Regions from separate parts of the Mus musculus genome. Here region 2 is linked to region 1. A link is a contact called in public promoter capture Hi-C data. All regions are on one chromosome and are shown on one strand. Each heading gives the region's core, a stretch centred on a gene start, on an enhancer-like site or on the middle of the called end of the contact. The rest is flanking DNA. Distances are from core to core; before and after follow the strand shown.

Region 1 (4,041 bases), core at 1,031-3,530:
AAGAAAAAAGAAGAAAAAAAGTAAAAAAAAGAATAGGGTGAAAGAAGAGGGTGAAATAAAAAAGATGAATTGAAATATATGTATTTTAAATTTTTGTGGATATATATATACATATATATGAATTTTAATTAAATTGAATTTGAATTAAAATATATGTATTTTAAAGAGATGGCTCACACATAAAGGTGCTTTCCACCAAACCTGAGTTGAAACACACACTAAATAAATAAATAGATGTAATTTTTTAAAATTCTGTTGTGTTGCAATCAGAAATTCAAGCCAATTAGGTTTCAATTTCTTTAGGCGTGTGTGTGAAGGCCACTGAACTGACAGCATAGCACTAGGCTTAGAGCTAGAGTGCATGGCCTAATGTCTGAGAGCTCTATAAGATAATAAAGCCAAGTTATTTGCCTCTGAAATCAAACTGCCTTGTGGAATTCCAGCTCTCCTTCTTCTTCTGCCGGAGTTGCTCTAACTACCCATCTCCTTTCGCTTGGCCAATTGAGGGTTAAATGAATTAAAATTTACAGAACACTTAGAATAACAGTTCTCAACCTGTGGGCTGAGACCCTTTGGGGATTGAACAACCTTCTCACAAGGGTTGCCTAAGACCATAAAAGAAAACACAGATATTTACATTATGATTCATAACAGTAGCAAAATTATAGTTATGAAGTAGCAATGAAAATAATTTTATGGTTGGGGGTCACCACAGCATGAAGCTTTGTATTAAAGGGTCACAGCACTAAGAAGGCTGAGAACCACTGGCTTAGGTACCTTTCCAGCTGCTGTGAGAAGCACTCACCAAACAGTAACTAACAGGCTCCGCCGCCTCTCCATCCATTTGCCCTCTCCCAAAGCTTTAAAGGCCGTCCATTACCTAATGACTTCCAAACTTAAATCTCTTTGCCGAACCCCATAGTCCCTATTTAACTGTGCAGTGTATTTTGAGGACCTGGGACGTCTCTCGAGAACATGCCTACCTCAGAGCCCTTACCTTCCCCTGCAAATCTGCCAGCCCTTTCTCTCTCAGCCAATCACATAGAGCAAACAAGTATCTGCCTTTCTAGGAAATGCCTAGTGCACACATTGGGCACTCTTCACACTGGTTGAGGTTCTCACTGTTTTGGCAGGTGCCCACAGAAATTATGTGAGTGCTGAGGGCATTTGGAACAGGAGAATTGGTGCTTGCGGCTGCGGTGGCCAGCAGAGTTTCCTGATGGCGACCGTTCATGCCAGTCCTATCTGGTCATCTATGAGCATGATAAGTTTCTGTGCTTGGCCAAGTGGTTACGTGTGGGTCTGAGTGGCAAGAGGCCTGTTCTTTCCCATCAGGAAGTATCTGCAAGCAGAGCTGACTATGGTGAAAGTGTGTGTAGTCAGCTTCAGGTGACCAACCCCACTTCCCTACACCAAAAGCTGGCTTTCTTTTGTGCCTGTCCCAGTGAGCAGAACAAAGGGAGAGGACTCCTCTGGTGCCCTGCCCACCACACCCACCTCCACCATCTCCCTGCCGCCCCTGCAAGAAGTTTGCTCTCCTCCCTCAGCTTCCCTCTGCACTTCTCTGCGTACGATGACCTGGGAGGATGGCAGCTGAATCTCTAGGCACAAGGACAGGAACTCTCACTGACTAAATAGTTGTCTGTGGTCAGACAGGCTCCCCCAGAAAGAGAAGCCGAAGGCTCCTTTCCTCTCTTCCTCTCCCTGGTGCCTGCCAGGACAGCTGTCATTAAATGAACTGGGGTGACTCCCAGGGATACCCCACCAACCACCACACCCTACCTACCTTCTCCATTCCTGTGCTCCCTCCCACAAGTCAGAAGCTCAAAGATCTTGGCCACTGTAAAGTCAGCACTTGGGATGCAGAGGCAGGAGGGTCAGGGATCAGTAGTTCAAGGTCATCTTCTGCTACACATCAAGTTCAATGCCACTTTGGGTTCTATGACCCTGTCTCCCCTCCTCCAGCCTTCTCAGCTGGCAAGCAGCAGCCACCCCTTTGGGGGTTCACCAAAGGACTTCGAAGTTCTGAGCATCCCACAGTGCACGTAGCTTCCCCAATACACACACACACACACACACACACCACAAACTTTGGTCCCCTATAGAAGGAGTGACTGAAGAATTACTTCCAAGGGGTCACAGGCACCCCCAGTAACCTTTCCAAACCTATCTGCCCTCCCTGCATGCCCTGGAGCAGGAAGGTACAGGTCTGACCCTTATAAAAAGCTGAGGCACTGCAAAGCGAAGTCTGTCGCACAGAACTAGGGACAGATCCGGATTCTCTGGGCTTCCCCGTGGGGCCTCCCAGGGCACCTGCCCAAGGCCACCCAGAGCGCCAGCCCAGGCAGCGCCGGTGGAGCGGAGCCGGACCTCCCAGCGGCCGATGGGGGCGGTGACCGCCCGGGGCCTTCCCACGGTTCGGTGGCGCGTCACCGCGGGGGCGAGGGGGCGCCGGGGCGCCCCGGGCTGCGGTGCAGGAAAGGGCCCTGGGAAAGGGCGGCGTCGGCTCCCGGGCCGGGGCGGGGCTGAGGCGGGGCCCAACAACCAACTCCAGGGATCGCAGGGCTGGGACCCCGCAGCCAGCTTTCGGCATGAAGCGGCCCAGGGCGCCCAGTGGCTCCGACGGCGAGTCTGATGGACCCATCGATGTGGGTCAAGAGAACGATCTTAGGTAAGACAGGGTGGAGCGAGGGCCGTCCGGGGGTGAGAAAGTCCAGCACACTCAAGTTTGTGCGCAGCCCTCAGGTGTCAGCCAAGATGCGGGGGCGTGTGCAGCGACTCCAGTGCGTCCATAGCACCAATGCGGCAGATTCCTGAGTACCCTGAACCATAACACCCTGAACCAACTATGGTTCAGGGAGCTGGGATGGGAGGACAGTTCAGCTGGAGGATATTCTGTCGTTTGGCTACCCCCAGGGACGCCCCTGAGAAGTTTTCCTGCAGACCTAGGAAACCTTCATAGATGTAGATACCGCATTCCATTGCCCATAGTTTGTCTACTATGAAGACTTCTGTACTTTTCCAATTTCACTCTTCTTTGGGAACAGTTTTCACATAGTACACAAAAGGACTGGGGGCTGTGTCCTTTTCGCTTTGAGCATACTGGGATTTGTGTTTAGGTACTGAGGGAAATAATAGCCAACTTGCAAAAGCCTAGACTCCAATCTTCAGCACCCCTTCCACCAAACCACCAAGCCGCCAATGCAGTTTCTTTTTTGTTAAATAATCTAACTTCTAACCTGTGGAACAAACTGAACTTGTACAATCCTTGCTACCTATCAGCTCGGTGACTCCATAAGCTTCAGTTTTCTGGTCTATAAAATGGGTATACATGATGAAGCTAGCTTCATAGCGGGTGTAGACATCAAACGGAAGAATGTCAAGGCCTTAGCAGTAGTTCATGGTGAGTGCTTAGTGGTGTCAGGCTCTAAGTCTCCAGGCCTTGCCACCCAGCCCACAACCGCCACCAACTCACCTTAGAGCTTTTCCTTTCCTTCCCTTTCTTCTTTCCATTCTTCCTCCCCCTCCTCTTCTTCCTTCTTCCTTTTTCTTCATCCACTGCTAGGGATTGGATCCAGATCCTGGTGCATGCTACCCAAGTGCCCTGTCACCATGCAGTTCTGAGCCTTCGGTTCCCCTGCCTAGGCCTGTTTCCACATAGAGAAGAGGATGCGAATGGAAAGAAAAGGAACCGGCCTCTGGAGCAGGTGTCTCTCTTGCTCTACTAAACCTTATTTGTCTCTGACCACCCTGTACATGCCCCGGCACGTGCACACATACATAGAATGACTGTTTTAGTTTGTCTAGGTTTTTCCTCAATGGTTTCTCTGTGTAACTTGGCTGTCCTGGAATTCACTCTGTAGGCTGAGCTGACCACGAACTCAGAGATCCACTTGTCTCTGCCTCTCAACTGCTGGGATTAAGGCTCGTACCACCACCACACATCTAACTTTTTTTTAAGAGGCTACAGCTAGGCATGGGGACATATGCCTTTAATCCTAACACTCAGAAGGCAGAGGCAGGAAGATCTCTATAAGTAGC
Region 2 (4,041 bases), core at 603-3,102, 80 kb before region 1:
TTGAGAGTTGTCTGTCCTCTGTGCCCTGCATGTGCCCTGCATGTGCCCTGCAGAGTGCATGTGTGCACACTCAAATAAGTAAAAAAATAAAAAAAAAATAGAGAGAGAGAAAGAAAGAAAGAAAAGAAAAGAAAATAGAAAGGAAAAAGAAAAGAAAAAGAAAGCTGTCAGGCCTGGGGGCAGCTCTCTCAGTGAAGTGCTTGTCACACAAGCATGAGGACTGAATCTGGCGCTGGTACTCCTGTGAAGATGCCATGCGTGTGGTGGGCACTTACAATCTGAGCACTAGGAAGAAGATAGAACAAAGTGGATCCCTGAGCCTCTCTAGACCGCCGGCCAGCCTAGTCTGGTTGGTGAGCTCTGGGCCAGAATCCTTTCACTCATCACACTTTCTGGTTTCTTATTCTTTTAAATATGAATATACTGGATTTGGCTGTTGTTATCGATCACATTCTTAGCCATTCTGTGGAACTCTCCTAGTTCAGTTAGTTTTTCTCTGGATTTTTCTGAATTGGCAGGAATATCGTCTACATGGAGAGACGGTGCTGCCTCATTCTCTCTAGTTGGTTTGTTTATTTTGTTTTGTTTTGTTTTTTGAGACCGAGTCTCACTATGTAGCCCTGACTGTCCTGGAACTAACTTTGTAGGCCGAGCTAGCCTTCAAATCACAGAGATCTACCAAATTCTGCCTCCCCAATGCTAGAATTAGAGGGCGTGCCACTATGACTGGTCCCTGCCTTCCATTTTTAATTTGCTGTCAAGTTTAAACATTTATTTATTTATTTATTTATTCATATTTTTATGAATATAAGTGTGTACTTATACTTTTCCTAAGTGTATGTAAGTTCACCATGTGCCTGCAGTGCCCCTGGAAGCCAGAAGTGGGCACCAAACCTGGAGTACAGGTAGTTGTAAACTACCATACCCATGTTGGGAACCAAACCCAGGTCCTCTGCAAGAGTAGCAAATACTCTTAAGAACTGAGCCATCTCTTCAGCCCTTGCTAACAACTAAAATAACAATGACGACGATGATGATGATGACGACAATGATTATGATGGTGTTTAACTTTCTTAGTGCTGCTTGTGTATCTTTGAAAAACTTGCCGGGCAGTGGTGGCACATTCCTTTAATCCCAGCACTTGAGAGGCAGAAGCAGGCGGATTTCTGAGTTCGAAGCCAGTCTGGTCTACAGAGTGAGTTCCAGGACAGCCAGGGCTACACAGAGAAACCCTGTCTTGAAAAACAAAAAAACAAAACAGAAAAGAAAGGAAGAAAGGAAGAAAGGAAGGAAGGAAGGAAGGAAGGAAGGAAGGAAGGAAGGAAGGAAGGAAGAAAGAAAGAAAGAAAGAAAGAAAGAAAGAAAGAAAGAAAGAAAGAAAGAAAGAAAGAAAGAAGAAAAACTCATTGGGCTGGAGAGATGGCTCAGTGGTTAAGAGCACTGACTGCTCCTCCAAAGGTCCTGAGTTCAAATCCCAGCAACCACATGGTGGCTCACCACCATCCATAATGAGATCTGACACCCTCTTCTGGTGTGTCTGAACACAGCTACAGTGTACTTACATATAACAATAAATAAATCTAAAAGGAAAAGAAAAACATGTCATTTCCCCCCTTTACCATCTAACTGGCATCCAGAGTGACAGATTTCCAATTTCCTAACTTTAAATTGTCCATTTGTGAATAAAGAGAAAATGCATATCAGTCTGCAAGCTCGAACAGCACTGACCTTGGTCTTCAACTCTCCTGTTTCCTAGGAGACTGCAAAGGGAAGATAAGTGGGGGCATTGTGTATGCAGCCTTTGCTGTGTGGGCTTGGAGGTGTTGATGGTGGGCGTCAGGCCATCTGCTCACACAACTAGAGCTGTAGGAAGCAGTGAGAGATGCAGGCCAGCACGCTGAGCCAGAGTGATTCCCTCAGGCCTTGCTGTCCATAGCAGCTGCATGTTCCCCTAGGATGTAGCGACAGCAGGGCTCGGGTGGTGGACAACTGTTGGGCCTCTCAGTGAGGTGTAAGTGTGTCTCCTGTGTTTCTTGGGCTCTGCAGTGAGCTTGACTCTTAAAGTGACGCTGCACATCCATCCCGATGACCAGAAGGCGTGCGTGCATGTGTGGGAGTATTTGTATATTTGTCCGTGTATACATGATTTGAGTGTACACGTGTGTGGGCATGTACATGCATGTGGAAGCCAGAGGTTGAGAGCAGGTCTCTCACTGAACATGGAGCTGGGTGACTCTGCTGGGCTAGCTGGCTAGTGAGCTCCAGGAATCCTGTTTCCACCTCCATCAGCATGACAGGTGCTCAAATCCACTGAAACAGGTTTTTTTTGTTTTTGTTTTTGTTTTTTTTAACATGGGCTCTGGGAACCCAGACTTGGGTCCTCACACTTGTATGGTAAGCACTTTGCCAACTGAGCCAGGTCCCCTGACCCAGGACATACTGATTTTATACAATACCAGATTCTATTTTTTTAGTGTTTACTGTAGTATTTCTGCCAATATATTCACGACTAAATTTGGATTGAATTTTCTTTTTTCATACCATCCTGGGTTAGTTGGGCATTGGTTGTGTAGGTCTAAAATCCTTATTGGTAATTCCAAAATTAATTGTTTTTTGAAAACTAGCAGCAGATACTTTTGTTGTTTGTTTGTTGGAGGTAAAGAAAGATTTTTGAGTAAACCTGAGGGGCATTAAAACCTATTCTGAGCTTCTGAGGCACGCTCAAACTTCTATGTATCTGCTTAATATATTTTGTCACTGGGACACTTGACTGTGTGAAGTTAGTCCAGCTGTACTATATTACTATGGAGTCAGATATACATATCTTTTAACTCCCAAACTCATATAAATGTAAAGATATATACTGTGTGCACCTGTGTGCATGCGTGTGCTTGTGTGTGCATGTGTGTGCTTACACAAGTGTGTGTGCATATGTGCACACAGGTATTCTTGAAAGTCAGAGGATGCCGGGGTTACAGGTAGTTGTGAGCCACCAAACAGATGCTGAGAACTGAACTTGGGGCCTCTGCAAGAGTAGTATATGCTCTTAGACACTGACCTATCTCTCTGGTCTCCCAAACTTATATAAGTTTAGGATGAACAATTGTAGACCTTTTTTAGCCTAATAAGATGCACTGGGTCATATTCCTTTGGGTTTCTGTCTGTTTGTTGGGTTTGTTTAGTTGGCTGTTTGCTGTAGTTTGCATAACCCAGGGGTAGTCTGTTTCTTTAAAGCATGGTTGTTGTTATTGGTGGTGGGTAAATTTTCATAGGACTTGGTTGGTTCTTTGGGGCTCTTCTGTTTGCCTGTACCCACACTAGCCAACCCAATAGGTTAGGCTGGCTGTCCTGTGAATTCCAGGGATCGCCTGTCTCTGCCCACCCCCCATGCTGGACTACCATCACACCTGTTTGTTTCTTTGTTTGTCTGGTTTAGTTTTGTTTGGTTTTTAAGGACAGAGTTTGTCTATGTAGCCCCAGCTCTCATGGAACTAGTTCTGTAGAACAAATTGGCCTCTGACTCAGATATCCGACTGCTTCTGCCTCCCAAGTGCTGGGATTAAAGGTGTGTGCCACCGTATCCTGAAACACACCCTTTTTTTCCTTTTGTTTTGTTTTGTTTTTGTTTTTTAAAATTTGGCTTCTAGGGAGTGAACTCAGGACCTGTGCTTTCAGGACAGGATTTTACTACCTGACCAATATTCCTAGGCCTCTAACTCTTATTAATCCCCACGAAGAAGCACGGACTTTCCATTCAAAGAACGCAGAGACTCCGGTGACTAATTATCAACTAAGGGACTGTTTAACTTGCAGAAACTGCTGGCTTTTGGGCTGGACAGTTCTGAGACTATAGTTAACACAGTTATGGAGCAGTATTTTAATATTGCCTCTAGGGGGCAGTCATAGGCCACAAATTGATGTCCCATCCTTTTTAAAAATCTTGTGCAGCTATTTGGAGAATATATGGAGTCTAACAAAAGCAGAGTGATCTATTTGATTTGTGCAAGTTGTACATAGTAAAAGGTAATTCTGAGATACTAC

Evidence for each region. Promoter capture Hi-C pulls out the DNA fragments that hold promoters and counts their contacts.
Region 2: a promoter capture Hi-C map of hippocampal neurons shows a contact between it and region 1, with 2.3 times the contacts expected there. The contact joins the enhancer-like site here to the promoter of Heyl in region 1. A contact is called at or near these places in 18 of 39 promoter capture datasets (the 3T3-L1 cell line, 3T3-L1-derived adipocytes, the HPC-7 cell line and 11 more), 5 of 484 Hi-C or Micro-C datasets (the AML12 cell line, astrocytes, cerebral cortex and 2 more), 8 of 115 datasets of contacts at active chromatin or transcription factors (bone marrow-derived dendritic cells, embryonic midbrain, embryonic stem cells and 2 more) and 3 of 9 other capture datasets (adipose tissue, liver and pancreatic islet).

What each region holds. Positions count from the first base shown.
Region 1 is chr4:123,231,276-123,235,316 of GRCm38.p6, forward strand. It overlaps Heyl (hairy/enhancer-of-split related with YRPW motif-like), which reads left to right and starts at 2,281. Exons shown (of 5, transcript NM_013905.3): 1 at 2,281-2,671. The coding sequence starts at 2,592.
Region 2 is chr4:123,151,314-123,155,354 of GRCm38.p6, forward strand. No RefSeq gene overlaps it. Among named protein-coding and RNA genes, the nearest start is that of Ppie, 13 kb to the left of the region's middle. Within about 2 kb of position 1,853, at least 12 of the 459 cell types and tissues checked have an H3K27ac peak or open chromatin away from gene starts, as enhancers often do. A contact at or near this core is called in cerebral cortex, forebrain and hippocampal neurons, where this site is marked.